Linked DNA regions of Mus musculus: region 1 is linked to region 2. Evidence: chromatin contacts called from public HiChIP or PLAC-seq data. All regions are on one chromosome and are shown on one strand. The core of a region is the stretch at or near the end of the contact, and the rest is flanking DNA. Distances in the headings are between cores, read along the strand shown. Region 1 overlaps Dnaic1 (dynein, axonemal, intermediate chain 1). Region 2 overlaps Myorg (myogenesis regulating glycosidase (putative)).

Evidence for each region. HiChIP or PLAC-seq counts read pairs in DNA pulled down with a chosen protein or histone mark.
Region 1: an H3K4me3 HiChIP or PLAC-seq map of forebrain shows a contact between it and region 2, with 3 times the contacts expected there. The contact joins two enhancer-like sites. A contact is called at or near these places in 13 of 39 promoter capture datasets (the 3T3-L1 cell line, 3T3-L1-derived adipocytes, the C10 cell line and 9 more), 3 of 484 Hi-C or Micro-C datasets (the G1E-ER4 cell line, bone marrow-derived macrophages and cerebral cortex), 14 of 115 datasets of contacts at active chromatin or transcription factors (the NIH/3T3 cell line, astrocytes, craniofacial prominence and 9 more) and 5 of 9 other capture datasets (adipose tissue, embryonic stem cells, liver and 2 more).

Annotation. Positions count from the first base shown.
Region 1 is chr4:41,616,468-41,621,421 of GRCm38.p6, forward strand. All of the region lies in intron 12 of Dnaic1 (dynein, axonemal, intermediate chain 1), which reads left to right. Among named protein-coding and RNA genes, the nearest start is that of Enho, 21 kb to the right of the region's middle. Within about 2 kb of position 3,169, at least 33 of the 459 cell types and tissues checked have an H3K27ac peak or open chromatin away from gene starts, as enhancers often do. A contact at or near this core is called in forebrain, where this site is marked.
Region 2 is chr4:41,495,428-41,500,703 of GRCm38.p6, forward strand. Myorg (myogenesis regulating glycosidase (putative)) reads right to left here. Exons shown (of 2, transcript NM_001085515.2): 2 at 174-4,263. The coding sequence starts at 4,201. The coding sequence ends at 2,051. Among named protein-coding and RNA genes, the nearest start is that of Myorg, 5.0 kb to the right of the region's middle. Within about 2 kb of position 1,809, at least 41 of the 459 cell types and tissues checked have an H3K27ac peak or open chromatin away from gene starts, as enhancers often do. A contact at or near this core is called in forebrain, where this site is marked.

The sequences.
Region 1 (4,954 bases), core at 1,919-4,418, 120 kb after region 2:
ACTGACAACCAGCCAGGCCTCCATCTCAGGAGGCCTGCATGAGAAGAGCCCTGTGTGCTGCAGGAACGTTTACACACTCAGGCCAGTCATTGCCACCTTCTTGTTCTGTCTCCTAACTTCCCTGCAGGTCCCTCAGAGGGCCTGAGCAAAACCGGGTGTGGGGGGGGGGGTCTCCACAGAAGCCAGGCTGGGGCAGGGTTCTATGCTGGTGTCACCAGCTCAGTTCAGCCAACTTTCAGGTGACTATTGATTACAGTACCTGCTTCAGGCCTAAGCAGGGCCAGCCGAGGCATTGGCTTCTGAGGTCACCTGGGATGTCCTATGTTCTTAGACGAGTGCTCCATGGAAGAAGTGCAAGCTGGGGCAGCACCCTGGCTGTAGACAGGTCACTGGGAGGAACAGCCAGTCTCGCCAGCCTCCATTACAGTCTCTGGAAGTTCCCAAATAGAAACCCACAGGGAGAAACAAAATTGCCTGAATTGAAACACTGAATGAGAACTCAGCTTCACTGCTGAGTTTGATCCCAGGAGGCACAGGCCAGGCCTCTTCAGCTTTCTTTCCCCTGAATTTCTTAGGTTTTTATTCTGAGACTCAGCCACAGAAAAATTAGGCAGTGTCTCAGTTAGGGTTACTATTGCTGTCAGAAACCAGAACCAAAGCAGCTTGGGGAGGGAAGGGTTTGTCTGGCTTATGCTTCCACATCACAGTTCATCACTGAAGGAAGTCAGGACAGGAACTCAAGCAGGGCAGGAACCCAAAGGCAGGAGCTGATGCAGAGGCCATGGAGGGGCGCTGCTTACTGGCTTTCTCATCATGGCTTGCTCAGCCTGCTTTCTTATGGAATCCAGGACCACCAGCCCAGGGATGACACCACTTACACTGGGCTTAGCCCTCCCACATCAATCACTAATTAAGGAAATGCCCTACAGGTCTGCCTACAGCCTGATCTTATGGAGACATTTTCTAAATTGAGATTCTCTCCTCTCAGATGACTTTAGCTTATGTCACATTGACATAAAACTCTCCAGCACAGGAAGGATAGGGATATATATTTGGGACATGTCACATCCTTCAGACACAGTTTCCTGGCTTTAGATACAGAGCAAAAACAGAAAAGGAAGCTGGTGGTGGTGCGCACCGTTAATGCCAGAACTTGGGAAGACAGAAGCAGGCAGATCTCTGTGAGTTTAAGGCCAGCCTAGTCTACAGAGAAAGTTCCAGGATAGCCAGGGCTAGACAGAGAAACCCAATCTCAATTCTTCCTTCCCCTCCCCCCAAAAAAGAAGAGAAAAGGAAGGATAACCAACAAATCTAGGCCTGCCTTCCCACTACCGCTTCCAGTCCGAGCTGCTTAAAGCAGAGAGATGTGGGTGCCCCATATGTTGGACCACATATTCCCAGGACTTGAGCAGAAGAGACTGTGCAGGTGAACGAAGGTGGAGGGATATTGGGAGACAAAAGGATTCTGTTCAGGAAGAGATGGTCTTGAAACAGCTGGAATGTGACTGTGGCAGCCTGTGATAATGAAGGGGTCCATTCCAGCTCATTAGCCAGCGCAGAGCAGAGAAATGGAGACTTCTCATGGTCTGTCAGGCAGGGATGGCAGAGCAGGTGTAGAAAGCCTGTGTGCTTCCGAGAGGCTATCCCACAGGAGACGGGGCAGGAAGCTTCCTAGCAGGCCCCATGTTGGAAGGGCAAGGGAGGCAGCTGTCCTTCAGTCCTGCTTTTCTCTGGGGCAGCACCTCAAGCTAGGCCAACAGCAGCCCTCCTCTGCGCACTAAACTCATTTCTGTGCTGTCCCTTGAACTTGCCCAGGCCAGAGATGCACTCGTAAGAGTTTAAATCTTTCCCCATCATTTACTTGTTGGCTTCACTAATTAAGCAGTGTTAATTTCATTTACTGAAAATGGAAATTCATCCACCTCATTTCTCCCTGTTCATCCTCCACACACAAAATCCATCACTCCGTAGCTGCGGGCTGCGTAAAATTTACAGGACTAATTATGTTGTCAAGTCTCTTTGTAAATACAGTCCATAAAGGCCACTCTGCTTGCCGGGTGGCATGCAAGGGCATTCCGTTGTTAGTTTAATTACTGGTTAGTTATTTAGGTTCTCAAATGTTTGCCTCATTTTCCCTAAATCAAATTAAATGTCCTACTTGATGTGTTCTGTCTCCAAGGCCTTGCTCGCTCTTACTTCCCACACTATTTAAATACAGCTCCCAACCTGACAAGGGTGCCGAGGAACCCGTGCTGAGAGCCTGAGCCAGCCTGGCGCTGATGTCTCTGACCATGCCCGAGGTTTAGAACCTCCAGAATCAAGACTCTTTTCCGAGCCAGCTCTGGGCTGGTCCCCTGCCTATGGGAACTGTGGAAATCCCAACACAAGGGGGCATTTCTGTTCCTGGAGTACAAGGTGGCAGAGCCAGGGGTGGGAAAGAGAGAGGGGGTTTCTCTGTTGTGCCAGTGTGGCTATTCCCCTGACTCCAGAACTGCATCTGCATCTCCCCAGGAGAAAAAGCTCCATCGTTCTGAGTCCTAAAATTAGAGTTTGGGCCTCCGTTCCCTGAATGTCTCTGGCATTTGCTTCCTGTTGCTGGAGCAGCAAGCGACCACAAACACAATGGCTTAAATAACACATTTTTTTCTGAGTTCTGGAGGCCAGAATCTCAAGATGGATTACACGGAGTTAAAATCAGGTGTCAGCAGGGCTGTGTTCCCTCTGGACGTCCCCCAGGGAGCACCTGTTTCTTTTTCTGCTTCCAGCTCCTAGTGGCCGCCTGCATCCCATGGCTTGTGGCCCTCTTCCAGCCAGCAACTGCATCATCCTGACATCGGCTTCTGCCGTCACATCTGAGTCTCTGACTCGCTTGCCTCCTTCTTTCCCTTATAAGAACTCTTACGATTACATCAAATCCACCCGGGTAATCCAAGATAATCTCCCCATCTCAAGGTCTTTAACTTAATCACATCTGCAAAGTCCCTTTTGCCATACAAAGTGACATATTTATAGGCTCCAGGGATTAGGATGTGGACATTTGTGGGGGGGGCATTAGTCTGCCTACTCCACACCCCCCCTCCAAGTGCTTCTTGCATGACTTAATAAGGGAGTCATCAGACAGCTGCTGCCTTGGAACCAGTCCTAGGCTGGCCTCGTTTAGGATGCCACAGTACAGAGAAGCCTGCCAGCCAAGGCTGGCATGGTATCTTTGTCTCTTCAGTTGGCATCTACCTCCTACTGACCACTGACCTGGCTTCAGCCTTGTGCCCCAACATGCCCTCCACTGCCTTGCTCTCTTTGAGTCCTGAGTAGTCCTGGGGCATCCAGAATGCTCTACAGTGCCCACCCCTCATAACCGAGAACGGAACCAGGCAGGGTTGGCAGTTGTGGGCTTGAGGCCCCCAGTAACAAATTCCAGTTAAGAAGACATTGATCTGACTTGCTCATTGGATAGTATTCAGTCTGTCCTAGCAGAAGCTGAAGACAGTCAGAGCTTTGGTCTATGGTAGAATTAAGACGTACATGAAGCCATACCTAGCTTCAGGAGACTGAAGTAGGATTGCAGGTGCATGGCCTGCCTGGGCTACAGAATAAGTTCAAGGCCAGCCAGGGCAATTTAGTGAGATTCCTGCTTCAAAAGAAAAAATAGGAAGGATAGATTCAATGGTATAGTAACTACCTAGATTCAGTTCCCAATAAGAGTCAGTCTCTCTTCCTCTTCCTCACCCCCTTTCCCTCTCCCTCCCTCCCTCCTTCCCTCCCTCCCCCCCTCCCTCCCTCACTCCCCCTCTCTATTCTTCCCTCCTTCCCTCAGTCCCTCCCTTCTTTCCTCCCACTGTCCCATTCCCTGAGATGGTGGTTTTAGGAGAGCTACCACATAAGGCTCTGTCAAGAGGAACTGATTATCCTGCCTGAAACCTTGTGGCTGATTGAGGGGAGAGTCAGGAATGTCTCTCGATTATGCAGTAGAGCAGACTTCGAAGGAACCAAACTCCATCACCAGAAAGAACAAGCTGAGGTGTGCCCCACATCTGACCTTACTCTTTTCCCAATCTTTATGCTGATGGTGGGAAGCAGCACTTCCTCAGAAGATGGAGCACTCATAGCTGAATGGTCTGAAGGATTCCCGGAGGTTATCACCCGAGTAGACTTGACCTCTCCTGGGCCTTCCCCCTCCCTGTTTCTCTTTCGGTTGTTCTCAACCACATGTAATTCCTGAAATCCTATAGTCTGGAAGACTCTAGAATCTCTTCACTGCTCCCAAACTAGAGTCTTCTTATACAGAGGTAAAGCTAGGGGGCTCCCGTCTGGGTCATCGGAACTATGAAATCTTGTGGCATTAAGAACAAAGTATCCCAGGGACTAAGGTCTAATTGGTAACAGAGGCACTTTATGATCCTAAAGTCATATGAGACTACTGGTGACCCAGTTAGTGATGTACTGGGAATGTTGGGTGGCTGAGCAGTGACATCATCAGGCTTCTGGTGTCCTGGCTGGTGATCTCATGCTAGGATTTTTGGATGGTTAGGCAGTATGACACTAACAGATAATGTCACAAGAGGACCATTGGTGGGTTGATTAATAATATTGTCATTTAAGGGTAGAAAATAAGATGTTGATGTCATGTGGTGTTGGGGATCGAGGCTGTGATGTCACACTGGGTATCCCTTTAAAGTGGAATCATGAGATCTCCGTGGGCCCCCAAGATCAGGAATGAGGAGTTCACAAAGGTCAAGCGGAAACCGCAGTCCGATGACATTTTTCTTTGCTCTCCTGGTGTATTTTGACAAAGGGAGCATTGAAACACATATTCACAAACATACTCTAACCAGGACTAGGAGCTATGCCCTGTATTACAGAAGACTCCTTTCCTTGCAAGTAACAAAGACCACTAAAGCCAGTGGATGAAGTGTGACTGAAGTCCAGCATGCATGTGACCATCATAGTTGTGTGC
Region 2 (5,276 bases), core at 559-3,058:
CTAGTTCCAGGGCATCTGATGCCCTTTCCTGACCTCCACAAGCACCAGGCATGTATGTGGTGCATGCATGCATGCATGCATACATACATACATACATGCAGGCATCGCTTATGCATAAAATCGGTCTTTTTAAACCCCCAAGAATCCTTGTTTTTAAGCAAGAAAACAACAAATACTACTTCAATAGCTCTCTTTTATTGAGCACCTGCTTTGTGTCAGGCACTTTCCACATGTCTGTGCTTATTATTAAATGACCTCAGAGGTAGGTTTTATATCACTCTTACATAGGAAAAACTGAGGCTCAGTGGGGTAAGCAGCAGCTTATTCAAGGTCACCCAGCTGACTGACAAACGAAGACTGCGAATATGGCTCCCGGAAGAATGCTTGCTTAGTATTCAGCGCCCTGAGTTCTAGCTTCAACACTGCCAAGAAGAAGAAACCAAAGAATTGGCATTGGAGATGGGCATCGGGGGAGCCCCGAAGCTCTCCCCAGGACCTTTCACCCAGAGAACATTAAAGATTCGGGCACAGGCTCTGAGAGGGAAGCTGAGTTCTACTTCATTCTCCACCTTCTCTGGCAAGCCTCCAAGTCAGGAAAAACTCACCCCACCATAGTTGGAGCTGATCTCCTTAGAACAAGAGAATTACTGAGATGAAAGCCCTTACCCCATGCGTGTGTTGGCAGGCATCAGTGTGTAATGTCATTCATGTGCCAAGCACATCTCGGCCAGAATTAGAACATGGTTTTCCCACTAAGGCTTCACTCAGAGCACGCGCGTGCGTGCGTGCGTGTGTGTGTGTGTGTGTGTGTGTGTGTGTGTTCAGAGAGGCAGCTAGGTAATCTTAAAGGGCTGTTCATTTGCTACAGTTCTCTCCATTTTACAGCAGGAGTTAGGTTGAACTTGGGCTTGCTTTCCCAAGTTCAACCTAACTCAGTTCCTCAGCCCGACTCTCCAGTTTCGGAACTCTTAAACTGGGTTTGGCATTGTCCTAGGGAATCTACCTGAGGGGGGGGGTAGGTCAATGATCAAACAAAGCCTTGATCCTGCCCCTTTATCTTCCCTCTAGGCTTATCTAGCATCAAAGACCCATGGTGGGTGTCTCTCTCTCTCTGACAGAAGTATGTGTACATACACATAGACACAGGTTCTTGAATTAAGGCAACGAGTCCGGCCTGCATGGCCCTGCAAGTCTATCCACTAGATACATCTGGCCCCAGGTCTAGATCCAAAGTTGAGACCAGCATATATACAAATATGTTAACGCAACGTTAGGAGTCTTTTCACAGACAACTAGTTCAGGCTGAGCCCATCTCTTCTATGGACTGCTTCCTTGTCAGCTGGCCAAACCAAACATCTGTATCTTTTCTTCCCCAATGGAGTGGGACCAGGTCAATCACTGTGTGTTGGGAACTCATGGCCTAGCTGCTGCCATCAAGGAGGTACACTTTGTCTTCTTCCTTTCTTCCTTCCTTCCTTAGTTTTTGGAAGGGTTTCTCTGCTGTCCTGGAACTCACTCTATAGACCAGGCTGGCCTTGATCTCGAAGATCCACCTGCCTCTGCCTCCTGAGTGCTGGGATTAAAGGCGTGCGCCACCACCTCTGGGCTAAACGTATACTTTCTAAATATGGTAGAAAACTATTTGGGAACTTTAAAGAGGATCGGTTCCTCATTTCAGAGGACAAAGATGGCTACAAAGACCAGGGGAGGAGAGGTTTCCCTCTACTTTTAAAACCAGACCCTGTGTAGCAGGAAGAACAGACCTTTGACCTCTCCTTTTTTCTGGCTGACAACCCAGGGAAGAGGCTTTCTGCAGACTGAAGTGAATGGGCAAGGAGCCGAGGCTCTTAGGATTGTGCGCTGGTGCAGTTCCTCCCCTCCCAGGTCTCACCTACAGCTGTTGGCTGGAGCGCTTTAAAGTCAGTGCCCACTTCCTAGATGGTATAGAGGTGGGTCTTCCTGAGGGTTCAGCATTCGCATGTGGTAGAGGATTAAAAGTCTGTATGAAGGCTGGGGTTAGGGCTGTGGGATTCCTAGGTTCTGAGCTGGGTCAGGAAGCCCAGGTGAAATAGGCGACCTCATCCAGGTCGACAGGGTAATCCGTGAGCAGCACCGGCGTCTTGTCAAAAAGTTCACCCTTGTAGCTTCGCCATTTGCCGGCAGGCAGGTAGACATCACGCTCTTGCTTACCAGGCTCTAGCACCGGCGCCACCAACAGCGTGTCCCCGATGAGAAACTGTGAGTCAATGCGATGGGCCGTTTCATCCCCCGGTGCGATCCACCACAGGGGGCGCACGATGGGGTCGCCAGTGTCGGTGATCTCACCAGCAAGCTCTAGCAGCAGTGGCGCCACGAGGGAGGCGCGCAGAGCAGCGAATTTGTGTGCGATGGCTACCACTTCTGCGTCGTACTGCCAAGGAGGGATTGAAAACTGCATGGCAGGCATGAAGGCGGCCACCTCCAGCCAGCGCACGTAGAGCTCGCGCTCTGGCCCCGGCCCATCTTGGCGGCCGGCTGTGCGCTCCGGCACCGCGTTGCCACCTATCATATCGGGCAAGATGAACGGATAGCCCAGCATACTGACGGTGAGCACCGCAGGGATAAGAGAGCGCAGCCCCAGGTCGTAGCCCCATACCGAGTCGCGGTCCACTAGACGGAAGAAGCAGGAGATGTTCTGTGACTGGTACCCCACGCGGACCTCGGCTAGCGAGAAGAAGGGCTCCGCCATCTCGGTGTACCGCCTGCTCCACACACTGGGGTCAGACAGAGGCCTGTAGGTGCTGAAGTCCCTGGGCAGGTAGCTGACCTCACCCGCGTCGAACTTAAAGGAGGTCACGTTGTAGCGCAAGCGCAGGCGCCGTAGGTGTCCCTGGAACCACTCTCGGGCCTCTGGGTGCGTGAAGTCCAGCACTGCGCCAATACCGTTCCACCAGCGCACCAGCGCGGGCAGCCGGCCCGTGGGCTCGCGCACGAACAGCTCGCGCTCCACACCTTCGCCGAAGCTCGACGAGTTATAGTTGACAAACGGATGCACCCAAAGTGTGACGCGGAAGCCGGCATCTCGCAGGCGGCGGAACATGTCACTGGCGTTGGGAAACTTGCCCTCGTCGAAATTAAAGTCGCCATAGGCGGGCGTGTACATGTCATCGATTTCCAGGTGGCTGCTATTAAAGCGGTGCTGGCGGATCTGCTGGGCGAATTGCAGCACCTTGTTCTGGTCCACAGCGCGCCCATGCAGTGCCCACGTGGACCAAATGGGGTCTCGGAAGGCCTCTGACGCTGGTACCCTGGATGGCTTGTTGAAGTAACGTCGAACCATGTACTTGTGGATGGAAGTGACATCTGAGCCCACGCACACGCGGTAGCTGAGCTCTGGCGCGGCAGTACGGCCAGCTGGTGGCTTGTAAGATGTGTCGTGGTAGCGTGCCTGCAGTCTCATCGAACGCTCCGTGCTATTCCAGCCCAGGTGGAAGGGCACTGAATCATTGACTTTGATGGCAGCGGCGCGTGAAGATAACCAGTAGCGCTCAAGGATGCCCCCGAATGCGGCGTCAGATGAATAGACGTCGCTCGTGACAAATGGCTGCGGTTCTTGCTGGCCATCTAGGCGGATGGGCCAGTGTTGCGTCCTCATCTCTGCGCCGCCATACCAGTGCGCCGCAGCATCTCCCAGAAACATCGCGTGCTCCACAGCACGCCCTGGCACAGCTTCCTCCCAGCGCACGCGGTAGCACATTACAGTGTCCTTAGGTCGTACTGTCTGAATAAAGAAGTGCAACGGGCGTCCGTCGGCCGCTCGGGAGCAGCCAAGCAGCGCACCATCCCGGCTGCAGGAGTCAAGGTCTAGAGCACCGGAACGGAAGGCCAAGCGGAAGACTTGCTCACCCTTCTGGTTACGGATGGAGAAGCCGCCACGGTTCAGGTCCAGCAGCTCCGCGCGCAGGCGTTCAGCTTTGCGTAGGGAGGCACTGTAGTAGCACCAGGCCACAACTGCGGCCAACACCAGTAGCAGTCCCAGTACCGCGGAGCACAGCAGAGGTCTCAGCTCTTTAGTGGGCTTGGGTTTGGCAGGTGAAAAATTGTCAGGCAGGAAAGTGTACATGGTTGCTCGTGGGGTAACTTTGAGACTTTTAGGGCCTGCGTGGCTACCAGGTCGATGTCGGGGGTAGGCCTGGCTTGTCTCCTGAAGGTTCTGGGACATCAGTTCCTAGCGAAGGAAGGAACCACCACTCCGGGGCCCATCTGAATCTGTCAGGCTGAAGTCTGTAGAGGGGAGAGAGAGGAAACTGAGTTTTCTGATTCACGGTATTCCCATTTCTGCAGCCTAGTAGAGGGACCGAGAGCTTGAAAAATGGCAAAGGCAGGACTCTCGTCCAGGACAGCTGGTGTCCTACTTACTCTCGTTTCTCTCAGGCCCCAATGCTTGCCAAATTGGTGAGAACTCTGTGAATGGAGAGACCCATGTGAATTGAAAGAGTTTGCTTCTGTCCTTCCTCGGTAGAAAACTAAAGGCAGGGAAGCTAGGCTGTGTCCAGGATCCCAGCATAAGCAGTGAGCCCTGGAGAAGGACGAGGAAGCCCTGGCTAAAGAAGGGCTTACTCTTCTAACGTCCTGATAACACAAGGCGAATGGTCCAGCCAGTGCTTTGAGACCTTTAACAGTGCAGTCAGTAGGCAAGGCCAGAGGAAAGGGAACAGCGTTTCTCTGTGTAGCCCTGGCTGTCCTGGAACTCACTTTGTAGACCAGGCTGGCCTCGAACTCAGAAATCCACCTGCCTCTGCCTCCCAAGTGCTGGGATTAAAGGCGTGCGCCACCACGCCCGGCTTAGTCATGGAATTTGATCTTGAGACCAGCCAGATGGATATCTGGAAATTAAAGAAGACACCCAAAGCCACATTCAGTCACAGAGACTGGTTTGTCAGAAGGTAGGACTGGGGTCCAACATTACGGCTGGGTCAGGAGCTTGGGGAAAGATCTTGCTTTTCTGATCTGCCCCTCTTAGCATCCAAACTGTACCCCGCTTTAAGTTATCAATCTAAGTCCATCTCTATGCCATCTTTTTTCTCTGCTCCCACGGGAGAGGTTGTAACCGTTGCAACCAAAGCTCAAGGCATGCATGATATGGATTCAGCTTCTTTTTTACGCATTCCAGAAAAGTGGCTCTGATTTTGTGGTCCTCCTGCCCTAATCTCTAGATAGCTGGGATTTCATGCATACGCCACCACATCTGAGCTCAGCTACTTTTCTGAGCTTCCAGGCCTATCCCGAGACTACCA